Linked DNA regions of Columba livia: region 2 is linked to region 1. A link is a contact called in public Hi-C data. All regions are on one chromosome and are shown on one strand. Each heading gives the region's core, a stretch centred on a gene start, on an enhancer-like site or on the middle of the called end of the contact. The rest is flanking DNA. Distances are from core to core; before and after follow the strand shown. Region 1 overlaps LOC102087267 (serine protease inhibitor Kazal-type 5-like). Region 2 holds the start of LOC110359585.

Evidence for each region. A called contact is a pair of places that touch in the nucleus more often than the background predicts.
Region 2: a contact with region 1 is called in a Hi-C map of crop, with 2.6 times the contacts expected there. The contact joins the promoter of LOC110359585 here to the enhancer-like site in region 1. A contact is called at or near these places in 2 of 2 Hi-C or Micro-C datasets (crop and liver).

What each region holds. Positions count from the first base shown.
Region 1 is chr14:4,228,296-4,234,843 of bColLiv1.pat.W.v2, reverse strand. The region is part of intron 2 of LOC102087267 (serine protease inhibitor Kazal-type 5-like); the gene reads right to left. Among named protein-coding and RNA genes, the nearest start is that of SPINK1, 8.5 kb to the right of the region's middle. Within about 2 kb of position 2,828, at least 1 of the 3 cell types and tissues checked has an H3K27ac peak away from gene starts, as active enhancers do.
Region 2 is chr14:4,314,427-4,320,785 of bColLiv1.pat.W.v2, reverse strand. It overlaps LOC110359585, which reads right to left and starts at 4,503. Exons shown (of 6, transcript XM_021289214.2): 1 at 4,273-4,503; 2 at 2,596-2,731; 3 at 2,094-2,116; 4 at 976-1,344; 5 at 603-721; 6 at 1-124. The coding sequence starts at 2,653. The coding sequence ends at 79.

The sequences.
Region 1 (6,548 bases), core at 1,579-4,078:
GCCAAAGGATTCACTAGGACACATGCTTAAACCAGTTTACAAAGCAAAGTTCAAGTTGAAGGGAAAATCTCCAGAAATAAAAGCAATGGCACATTTTTTTATGTACAAACTACCATTATTACTGATTATTTACCCTGCAGCAGTCACTAAAGTCGTAGTGCCATTGTCCCAGATAATATGCACATGTTAAAAGGCAAAATTCTTTTCTGTAGAAACTGTGAAAAGACAAAAGAGCATCATTCTTAGGTGGAAGCAAAACCAGAAATTAATTGACTACCCTAAGTTATACAATAAGTGGCAATACTGAACTGTGCATACTAATTTGCACACAAAACATGCTTATTAGTTATATTAAAGGCCACAGGACACTGCTATCAGTCTGTATAAACAGCACCAGCCTGTGCTACTCAATTCTCATTTATAAAGCATACCCCCAAATCTTCCCTCATCCTTCTGCACTAATTTTAGAACTAATTAAATTAAACCTGTGACTCAGATCTCTGATTTAGGCTTACATGATCTTTGCTAAAAGACCTTTCTGTGCTGTTATTTGGCAGCACTCTCCCAAACATAGCCAGCTCTGCCTATTCCACAGGCTGGTGATGATCATCAGCTCATGGTAACACACACAGGACAAGAGCTAAAAACCAAGGAACTCTCTCAAAAAAACCTCAACCACCAGTTTATACATCTGTGGTCAGTTTGTGCCTAGCACACCAACATTGCAGTGCCCTGGCTCCATGGAATGAATGCCCAAGAATTTAACTAACATGCAGATCTCACTCCAGAAATCAGGAAGACAGCATCCAGACATTTCTACTGTTACCCAACCATCTAATGTTCAACCAGAGACTGCCCGAGAAGGAAGAAAACCTCCAAGCACTATAGAGATTTCACGTAGTTTACAAAGAGAGAACAGAGCCCATTGCCTGCAAAGCCACTTCTCAAAATCCTTTTCCAACAGAAATATTGTCAATATAGAAATGAATAGAGCCTGCTCCAGCTCTCTTGCTGCAAGTTGTTACCGGTGAGCACAGAAACCAGTGCAGGTGCCAGCATCGCAGGGCTCCTCATAAACCTGGCACGCGTGAAAAATCTGCCTGCCCATGAGCAGATGCAGACACATCTCTGATGGGAAAGTTGGTTCCACTGGGCCACCTGAGAGAAAACCCTTTCAAAAACCACCTTTGCTGCACACATACCCCAAACAGACGGCTTTGAAATGAAAAATACTATCACAGATCACACTTTCAAATAAAGCCCTACAAAACCAGGGCCATCCTTGAGAGTATAGTTAGTCACACTGCTTCCCCAAGTCTCATAATTACCTGAAATTTGACCTAATTTAAGATTTCACATTCAGTCCACAGATCGCTCAAATCCCAATTCCAGCAGAATCCACTTCTTCCCAGTGCAGCATCCACAGCACATTCCAGCACAATCCCACCACCACTTGCTGAGACCAACCATCTTCCCTCCAGAACAGACCCTCAATGCGGGGGGACACATATTTATAATACCAGGGCTCATCACATGCCTTGAGTCAGCTGAGCTTGTTTCCCCAGTCATTGTCTTTTTCTATTTCCATCCTTCAGTCAGAGTGCTGAGTGGCACAGGAGAACCAAATTCAATTAACAGGATTAATAGCAATTAAGCCCCTATTGGAGTCAGGGTTGTGGTCTTTGGGCCTGGAAAGAAACTAGCTGGCACTGCAGCAACGTAAGCAGCAGGTGATGCCAGAAGCTTTTTATTTCCAAGGAGAAAAATTGGTTGTCTTTTTGCAAACCTGCCCCTCTCTGATCAGAATTTGGCCCAGATGGAGCCAATTCCCTTCCAGCCAACTCCTGCCTCAGCCCCACTCTTTGCACACAGGAAAGCTCATCTTCCTTTGAATGCCAGTTATAGGATCTGAACAAACCATCTCAAAGCAACTTTCTTTTTCTGTGCCCGCATTAAAAAAAAAAAAAAAATTAAATTAAATTAAACTTGTCTCATAGCATGTGTGGGAAAAAGCAGAGCACTTGGATGTGAAGCTAAAGATCCCTTTAGTTTGCCTTATCTGTGGGATTTGCTCATGACAGCCTGACCGCAGTGTGCAGGGGGCTCTGCAAGGGGAACTGGGCCCAGCTACTGGTGCTCTGGGATGTCCCCACTCCCCTGCCTGACCCTTCCCACCACAATCCTTGCAAATCCTTCCCACCCCATCCTTGCAAACAGGAACAGGGTGTCACTCCGGCAATTTGTCCTCCGGTCTCACTCTGTTATCACAGCACCTCACAGTAGTTATTTTAGCTACAGAGCATCTTTCTGGCTTCCTGTGTTGTCCTTTAGTGTTCTTCCTAATTGAGGGCTTTTAACTTTAACAGCGTTGAGCAGCTGTTCTTCTTCCGGCAGGGGAACGAGGGGGAGGCACCAAATCTTTTATTTAAACTTCTTCTGTTAAGAGTGGGAACATGACCCACACACAAGCAGATGTCCCTCAAATGACAAGCCTTCCCTGCTCTGCCTGGGGTTCCTTTTAGCCACCAGTCCCATGAACCGTTGAATTCACTGGTCCACACATCATCCCCAAGCAGGAACCAGAGATCTCCAGCTGAATATTTCCTCCAGGGTCAGTCAAGGGGCTGCACATGGTTTGGTGGGAGTCAGAGGCTCCCAGGTCCAGTGCTGGGCCATCTGTGGGTGAAATACCGGACAAAAACTGGATGGGTTTGCCAGGGGCTCCTGTCCATGGAGAGGCAGATTAGATCTCCGGACAACAAGCAGAGCAGCAGCAGCTGGGAGCTGCAGGGTCTCACCTTGGTGGGTCTCACTGCTTTGCACCAAGAGAAGCATATTGTGTGCAGCAGCCACCAAGCAAAATGTAGAGTGGGATGGGAAGGTAGCCAGGAGGACACACTGAGACTGGTGCCCACAATTCCTCTCCAGCCAGGGTGGGATCTGCACAGTAAAAAGCTGCCTCAGTCCTCAGAAGAGGGCTAGGATTTACTTTTGTCAAGGACTTGAAAGTTTTGAAGTCCGGAGAGAGACAAGAAGCAGCATGTTCCACCAGTGCCCCAGGGAAATTGCAACAGTCACCAGTCAAAAGCATTCAAACATCACAAACCAGACCCAGATGATCATGAATCACAGCTTAGAAACCACAAATGGTTCTTAAGCCTTTTCAAAATAAAGTCATTTACCAACAGGCTTGTTTGGGGTGGTTCACATTTTCCAGCCTTCTTCCAAACCCGAGAGAGAGAATGGGCTAAAGTAAAAGCAGAACTTCTCTTACAGTCCCGACACCCGGGAACTGGGGTGTTAACAGGCAGATATTGCGACATTTGGCTCAGGGTCACACTTGTTGGTGGTGCTGGGGCTGCGGAAAGGGCTGTGTGGGAGCCCCTGATGCTGGGAAGAGTGGGCAAGGGGTGACCCCTTGGTATGCTGAGCCCAGACAGGCTCGTGACCCCTGTGCGGAGCTCTGGAAGGTGTCATTGCTGGCTGTGAAGGGGAGCAGGTGGTCTCCAACCCAGTCCCCAGCTCCCTCCAGGGCCCCCTTGCCCATGAGGCCAACCCCACACTTGTGGCTGGAAGTCTGAGGGATGTCAGAACAATTTTGTTTGAAAATGTTTCCCTGGCTTTTCAGCAAGCAACAGACATAGGTGATGTTAAGTGCACTAACACAGTAAAACACTGAGTGCTCCTTGGGACCAAGGTCATGGGAGGTCCTGAGGCTTCAGTCAGAGCAAGACCTACATGCCAATGAAGTACAGACAGCAAAGCTCTTAGGTGTCATCAATGTTTTAATCCTTGATTTAAATATTGATGTGATGGAAGAGCATAAAAGCAGTATCCCGGAAAGCACCGGGTCGCCTAGTCCAGCACCCTGTCCTCACAAGGGACCCAGAGACCTCCTCCAAGTTTTTTACCTCTCCAGTCCACTGCTGACTGTCTAAGTCTCGTAATGTTAGCTCTAGTTTATAATAATACAGCATCATAAATGCAAAGCTGGACATCATGATAATTACTTATGACTTACACTTCTGACCGGCACTGAGTGTTTCTATGGAGGCTTTAATTATCATTTATGTATCTTTGTTCCACATCCATAAAAATCTCAGGGCTCTGTATGGCTGAAAGCTGAATTTATAGGATCCTGGAAATGACAAAGCCCGGATCCAGTGGGAAAGGCAATGCCAGATCCAGTGAAAGGACATAAATGTCAGCAGGGCGTAAAATGTCAAAATGAGCCAACAGGTGACAGTCCCAGACGGTGAAACTGTAGTTCCCGGAGTAAAAGGGACTTGTGGCAGCTGCGTCTGTGTCTGATTCATGTCTGCACCTCGATGGAGATGTAACATCTCTGAGTATTTCCTACAGAAACAACAGCATAACATGGGAACCTCAGCTGGTTTTTAACAGGAGAACCAAGTTTCTTGCTGAGTGCAACTTGAAACTATTATATGAGCCAGGGGCTTCCAGAAGCTCAAAAATTTGAAGGAATGAAGAAAAGAGGATCTTGGCAGGGATGAATAAGGATAAGAAGGCAAAGCATACTGCAGGCTTTGGCAGGCGCTTCGTTGTGTAGAAGAAAAAAACCAAAGAAGTTAAAAGCTGCTTGGGGAAAGAAGGTTCAGCAGTGAATTGTTTCATCTCCATTACCAGAGCAAAAGGGCTGCTCCTCATACCCCCGATGGGCATCGGAGACAGCGTTTTCACAGCGGAGCACCTTGCTTTCACAACCAGGCTGAGAACGTACAAGACATCAAAAATAATGTCACATTTATTAGGAAAGTGATTCAAGTGCAAAGCTCACCAAGGGACATAGGGAGCTGACTATATGCAGAAATCAAAAGGAAACCCTTGATTGAAAGGAAATGTTTATCCACTATGTTCAAAGGCTCCCTAAATCAAAGACAAAATCCTTCTTTAATCAAGACCATTGACCAAAGCTGAAAGCACATTGCTGCCAACAATGCCCACAGCATCACCTTTCCTGGCAGGGCTGCCCGTGCCAATGCTCTTATACCCCAGCATCTTTCCTCTAATACCTCATATGTGTCCCAGGAGCAGGTCCCAGCACTCAAAACAAAGCACATTTTTGGAGGGATGACAAGCAACAGCCATCAGCTATGGCCCAAAGCATCACAGTGTCCCTATTTTAGCTGCCTTAAACTTTTTCTCTCTGTCTTTGAGCTTGAGCAGTCATTAGGAAAAGGAGCAAGAGTTAATTAGGCCTTATCTAATCTCAGCCCAACCCAAGGGTCAACAGCAGTTAGCTAAAGTTTATCAGCAGTGTTTAACCATGATCTATCAGCTTTGGGGAGATTTCACTCAGGAAGTATTGTATTCCACACCGGAGAGCAGATACAAATGATTAACACAACAATAAGCGCATATTGATTATGGCTAAACCAACCAGAAGTAAATGTTGGCAGGGTAAGAGCTCACCAAGAATAAAGTTCAAATTTATAAATGAACTTCTGAACTAACATGGGTCTCATGGCACCCTGTGGCAGCGTGGCTTTGAGGAAAAGCCTTCTCTGGAAACAGGCTCAGTGTGTCCGAACTCTGACGACCTTTTCTCTCCCCTTTTTGGTACATTCAGGATCAGAGTCCGGCAACAGAAACAGCAACACCAGCTCTAGCCTGTGTCCACTATTGTTTTCTTTTTCCTCCCAAGATCTCGTTTCTATCAGCCTCTGAAAAAGTGCACTTCTCATTTTAAAATCTCTCCATAGCTAACGGGAGGAAGAAATGTTGTGAGAAATGAAAGCCTTATTTCATAGTTGGCATTACTTTTCCCTTCCTTTCCACATCTTTCTATAGCCAGCTTTTCCCATGCAGCTAAGCAGACTGAGAGCTCTCTGCTGGAAAAGCCTCGTCTCCTCTAATTGTCCAAAATGGTATTGTGAGATGGACCTATGAATTTCAGCCTCCTCTAGCCACACATTTCATTGAAATCAGGAGTAGAATAGGTTTTTTTCTGAGTCCTGGGCCAGGGGGCAAGCCATGTGTCAACAGCCATCAGCACTGCCAAAGGAACTCACAGGAAGAGCTAAAAACACCAAATATTTCTGGGGTTGTGATGAAAGTAATTTGCTTTTTGTTTGTTTATCGACTGGCATACAAAGCGATAGGCAGCATTATGAAAACTTGACAAAAATCTTTGACAAAAATGTGAAAATATTCCGCATTTCAGACCTCCACTGAAAACAAAATTCCTGGTCTTGAGGATATGGGGTTAGTTAAGGACCACAGAGGGGACAGGCAGTCTTCGGGAGCAAGGACAAAGTTGTCCTGAGCTATGCAATAGGTCGGATTAGACCAGATCATCCTCCAGGAGTCTGTGACCCCAAAAGGAAGGTACATACCATATGCTTCCCATCTTGTCTGGCTGTGTGAAAGAGGGAGCGGGTAGGGTGTGCTGGTTCTAGCTCAGAGAAAGGGGGAGTGCCTTGCTGGAGGAGACTGAAAACCGTGTTTGCCCAATTACCGGCCACAGAGTTTAATCACTCTGCTCTGGATCTCTCTAGCAGCTGCAGGGTCAGTCAGATGTGGAGGTG
Region 2 (6,359 bases), core at 3,254-5,753, 84 kb before region 1:
GCAGGGAAGAGTGTGTTAGCATGTTTTCTTGCAGGATTTGTAAGGGAAAAATCAGGTCGAAGGGTACAGTTCCAATGCTCAACATCTGCCACGGTGTCTGAGGAACAGACTTCCCTCATTCCGCCTGTAGAGAAAGAGGGAGACCAAAATTACAAACATGGATCTTAGTTTTATAGTCTAACTTTACCCAAACAAGCCAATGTTCTCATGCTCTCCAAGTTATAAAGTACTCTGCTAAATGTTTCACCTTTTTCCTGATTCCCCAGGTTACACTCTTTCTCATGTGAAAGAGATTTGGGACAAACCCCATAATTTTTGACACCTCCTACAGTTACAGCCTAAATCACTCTGTCACTCAGCAATGCTATGAGCCTGCAAATGGGGATCTGTATTTAATTGCAAGGGAAGAAGACAACTCACTCAGGCTTAAGATCTGAAGTACCTGGGGGATGACAAAGGAGTGTTGGGAGAGGAATGCGGAGCAGGGATGGATATACTGGGGGGGCCAACAGGAGCTCAGGGGCTGCCACACCAGCGGCCGCTGCTGTGTGTGTGCTCCAACTCCTCTGGTTCCACGGCTACACAGTGAGCTCCATACTTACAAAAATGCTTTGCAGAACTCGCACTTGTTTTTGTAAGTTCTGCCATTGGAGCCACAAAGAGGGTCGAAGCCGATGGCACAGACGAGGTTGTTGCTCTTCTGGTCGCTGCAGTCGATCTGCTAATCATGGAGCAACAGCAGCTTTTAAAGGTTTTGTTCCCCATGTTTTCCAATGTAAGTGCTTTAAGTTTATTTAATGTTTATGATATGGCAAAACATAAAAGCACTTTTCAGGTACAGGGCTTTGTTGTTCTAGTGACTCTACAAACTCAAAGGCAGTGAAAGTGCTTGCCTGGGGCAGCCTGAAATGGGGAGAAGGCAGGGGAGTGGTGGGTGGTGGAAACAATAGATACTATTATAAATAGTGAAGTTACCAAGTTGTTAATTCCATTCTGGAGACCCGGCTGGAGACCTGGTTCAAGACCTGGTTGGAATCCCGGCTGGAGCCCCGGCTGGAATCCCGGCTGGAATCCCGGCTGGAGACCTGGCTCAAGGCCTGGCTGGAATCCTGGCTGGAGACCTGGCTCAAGACCTGGCTGAAGACCCGGCTGGAGACCCGTCTGGTACCCTGGCTGGAGACCTGGCTCAAGACCCGGCTGGAGACCTGGCTGGAGACCCGGCTCAAGACCTGGACGGAACCCTGGCCGAAATCCTGGACGGAACCCTGGTCGGAACCCTGGCTGGAACTCTGGCTGGAACCCCGGCTGGAGCCCCGGCTGGTTGAGCTGGCCTGGTTCACCCAGCTAGCAGAGGCAAGCATACAGAAAGTGAATGGTCACAAGCCACAGCGTACGAAGTACTCCCACCCAAGGAGACACCGCTACTAATAGTTCTGGTAGTATATGACCCTCCTGCTTTCCTGCAGAAAACGTCTCATGCTCAGCCCCTTTCCCAGTAAAAGAAGGTCTCAGCACCCAGATCTGAGGGGGAACTGCATATCAGAGCCATGGATTTGGTTCAATACCCTTCCACCCCAGCATATTTTAACTGTTTCCTCCTGTTAATCGTGTTTTCTCTGCACTGGGAAACTACTGCTGGTCATTTTTTTTCTCTGTCGGTCCTTCAAGAGAACAAAATATACTGCATTTCTTATGGCATGCAAAAGCACCTTTTCATTATTAAGACTTTCAGTGCTTTCGGCAAGAGCTGCAGGCAAAGATGATCATTCCTTGGGGAACCAAGACAGGGAAGATATTTAGGCAGTTATTCAATAGTCATATAGATTTTCTGCTGGCATTCTGTGCTGTGCTGATTCTCACTCTACATTATTCGTTGGGTTTTTTGTCATCAACATGGTAAGTTATCTTCCTCTGACAAAAGTATTTTCTTATTTTGGGGACAAGAGGTGTTATAATACTTAGAGGCGCTTTTAATTCTTTCTTTCTCAGTCACTCGCTTATTTTTTTCTCCCTCAAGCCTTCCCTGGGACACAGTGTATGAATAATTCATCTAGACTTAGAAATCTAAATGACAAAGAATATCTGCTACTCACCAGTCGTTCAGCAACAACAATATCTACAATAAAAACAGAGATTATAAAATACAAAGATTGTACAATGTCCTTGACCAAAATTCCTCAGGAATCATCAGTTTCTCAATATAGTAACCAAATACACTTTCTTATTACTGAGAAGTTATTATTTTCCCAAATGATTTGTCTGCTCCAAGTAAACAAGAAGTTATGTGCTAAGCTTTAAAAAGTCCTTATTTGAGAAACCAGAAATTTTGACTCACTAAAGAAGAAATAGTACAAAATTTTCTCCTTTTGCAGTACTATTATCCCCACTAAGCCTCATACATTTTAATCAGACAAATGCATCCTAATGATCTACAGTATTTATCTGCACAAAGATAAAGTTCATTAGAAGAGAGCTCACTTATTGCTAAATCACCACTTCTTCAAAAGATCGAACTCTCCTTTAAGATGTTTATATGAAGACAGAGGTTCAGGAGGACTAGAGACACCAGCAAAGACTGGAACAAAACCAACTTACCAGAAAGGCAGCTGAGAAGTGCAAGCCCAAGAAGGGCAGCACTTCTTGTTGTCTGCATAGCGGAGATGGTTGTGGACCCCGTTACTTGCAAACCTTCCCCTGTGGTGTTCGGTAGATGGTTCTCAGCCTGCTCTCCCTGCAATATATATACACATCTCCCCTGACCTTGTAAAGTAATCCCGTAGAGTAATTATTTGCTATGTAAACTAGGAAAATTGTATTGATTATTGAGGTAAGCTCTATCGAATACTTGTTAGAGATACCCAGAAGAATTAAACAAAAATGGGAGCTACACCCAGCTGTTAACAAAAGCAGCCTGCTGTACAATGAGTGATTTGTACTTTCCAAACGAGAGCACTGTCTCAATAATAGACGTTGTGAAATTACATATGGAAGTTGGTAATGCAAAAAAAGGCCATTTGTTGAAAGTGGTTTGAACTTGTGCACACCATGTTGCATACACTGGACAGTATTGGGGCTCCAGGAGAGTTGCAGGGTACACCAGGGTGGGGGGAGAGCAGCTTGGCATGCTCTAAACTGTTATAGGCATAAAATCTGGGGTTTGGCAGGTGTCAGTGTACTGTAAAGATGCTGAGGGCTCAATGAACCCCTCCACACTCTCTCCTGTAGCTTCCTGGTACACTGGATTTCTCACCAACAGAGAGAAAACAGTCATCACAACTGGAAAGCATTTGCTAAAACTTCAGAAGTTTATAAGACATTTCTGTGTAGGAGCAATAATTATTCATCTGTTGACAATGGGAATGAGTCTGATTAAGAAATTATGAGAATAAGTAGACTTAAATCCATACTGGGATAATGTTTCCTCTTAATGGCAAGCAAGTGGTGAAAGGGGCTTCTTAATACCAAAGACATTCAAGAAAAATTCACAGCATCTGCCAACAGAAGGCAAGTCCTTAGGCTCCCCCTTCCCCCACTATTATGTGGCGTTAAATTTAGAGTATCAGCTGAAGTCATGTTTTAAGGAAGATAAGTGAAGAATAATGTGCTAGGCTCTGTTAAGTGGTTCAACTCTATCACGAGTGTATGGAAAAATAAATAAGGAATATTGCATAAAATAATACATTTTTGATTTAAGGTAGAGACGGAAGGAAGTGAGAGATGGAGCATGTTTGTGCTTTAGAAGAAGCTTGATTCATATATGTGGTTTAAAGGCAGCATGATTTTTTAAATAGAATATCAGGATTGTTTTTCTTATTATCCTGGGAGAAGTTCAAGGCTTGGCATGGGCAGATAAATCATAAAAAAGTAGCTGAAAGTGCAAGGGAACTATAGGCACAGAATAGGGCTTGTGGGATTTAGCCTGTTCATATCAATGAAATCGTTTTCCTGAAAAATAAATGAGTAATGCTGTTTGGATCTTATTCACAAATATCAGAAGTTGAAGGGTTCCTTTGAAATCTGTTTCTGTTGTATTCTTAGCATCCTGAGTGCCTTGACTTTCAAATTCCTTGAACTGATTGTGAGCATATTTGGAAGGGAAGCTGTAATCACAGAAGCATTAATATTGATTATTCTCCAGGGGCAAGAATGCCAAAGCCTGAAAACAAGGCTTCCTCACAACCTGCAGCTGGTGGAGATGGCACTTGCTGGGTTCGCAGTGGAACACAGCCTGAACCCTTGTCAGCCCTGTGACCCGAGCTTCTCCAAACCCACCTCCAGATCTGTGCTCCCCAGTTACCAGAAGCTTTGCTGCTTCTCCGGTTACATCTCCAGCCAGGCTGAGGTCACACTGGTGGCTCAGGAGTTGTTGTGAGTGGCAGAGTATCTGCTGGGGAACGGCGTCATTCGTTTGGCCAACACCCGCCCTTTGACTAGTTAGATCTGCCGGGGAGATCTCCCTCTGATCTGCATCTGCTTCTGAGGGTCTGGGTAGCCAACGAGGACTGCTCCAAAAGCAGCTCTTTTCCTCCAGAAATCCCTGCCACTTCACAGGGCAGCAGGGGGAGGAAGAGGAGCAAGGAAAGAGTCCGGCTACAGGGTCTATGAGAAAGGGGGGGAGACAATTGGCAGCAGCAAGAGCTGCTGGGCTGGGTGTGACATGGGGTTGCACAAGGAGCTCCATTAACCAGAAGCAGAGGGATGGGACAGGAGCAATTGTAGTGCAGCAGATGGGTTGAAAACAGGCATTAGGAGAAGTCAAAAATGACTGTCTCCATGCACTGGGAAGAGTGAGCTTTGGGAAATGCCATACACATGTTGCAAATGCAAAAGGTAAAATGAACACACCTGCCAAAACCCCTCGGTGATATTCAGGAGTCTCATGATAGTGGGCTCCATAAAGTAGCTTGGGCCACAGGATTATTTTACCCTTTCTACAGATAGGAGAACCACAGAAAAGTTCAACTAAAACTCCCCCTGCTATTCCAAGTTCTTGGAGGGCAAACTTTTAAGAAGATTGTAGCCATATGAGTGGGATAAACATTGGAAGTCCTGTGATGGATCCTCTTGTATTGAGGTATATTTCTAAAAACTCTGGAAATTTCTTCCCATAACAGTGATATTTTCCTGGAAATCTTTTCCTCTGGTCTTAAGATTCCCTGTGTCAAACAAGTCCATAATCTACCACCACCTAAAATGTTCTTCATTTAGTTTCCCTGCCTTAGTTTAAACCTTGTCACGGGCTTCATCTGGCTACAAAGAAAAATGATACTTTAAAATTCTTTTGAAAAATCAGAAAGGTGGATGTGTGCCTGCAAGACCACAAGTTGTTATTCCAGCAGCGATATCATTGTCCTTGCTCCTGTATCCTGCTGTCACACACCGCACCGTAATCAAGAATAAAGTGGTGCTGTGCTCCAGTCTGTGCTACTGTAGAGACAAATGTGAAATGCATTTATTTCCCGTTGATGAGTGATGTGGCACACGGCAAGAGCTCCCCAAAACAGGTTGCTGTTCCCAGACCTCTGCACATGGGGGCAGAACTGGATCTTCTATGACAACATGAATTCAATTTACAGCAAGCAAAGCCCCTGCTCTAAGCTGCTCTCATGTAATATTTCTCCTTGCAGTTCAGCTATCTGATTGCTGCCTGCATATCTCCAGTCGTTTAAGCACAGATGATATCACAGGCAAGGGTGTCTGGAATAATTTGACTGTCTAGGAGCCGCATACAAACAGCAAAAGCCTGAGGATCTGGCCCCACACCTCCCAACCCTCAACAAATCTCAGCTCTGCCTCCCTGCAACAGCTCTGACACAGCCAGCCCCCAAAAAAGACGTCTCTAAGTAATTTTCTTTTAAAACATCATTTCATTTTTCTCCGCATCGAGAAAGAACGTAGTAACAAACCATTTATCCTGAATGGAGCCTCAGAGAGAAACGGCATTAACAGAAAGGTCTAGACTGGCCTGAGGTATATTTTGGCCAGCAACAATCCACTAAAACAAAAGCTTTGATATAAAATAGAGCAGAACAAAATAACTACATGCAATGTGTTAATCAGGTTGTGGGGTAATTGAACGACATTTCCTAAATTCACAAACATCAGATAATGACATAAAGTGCTGAGGTACTGCTTAAAGAATTGTACCATAAAATACCTCAGCAGGCAGACAACATTTCCTGCCTTGAATTTCCTGGAGGGGGTGTTAGATTAGTAATGGTGAGAGGATTTTGTGTTGTTGTGGCAGGATTTTATTGAGCAGCAGCAAAAAAATGATTTCCAATGAGCTGCCCATGAAAGAGGACTTGGTTCATCTCCATCCTAAGGATCTCCCCGCTGGGGGTAGGGGGTGCCGCCAG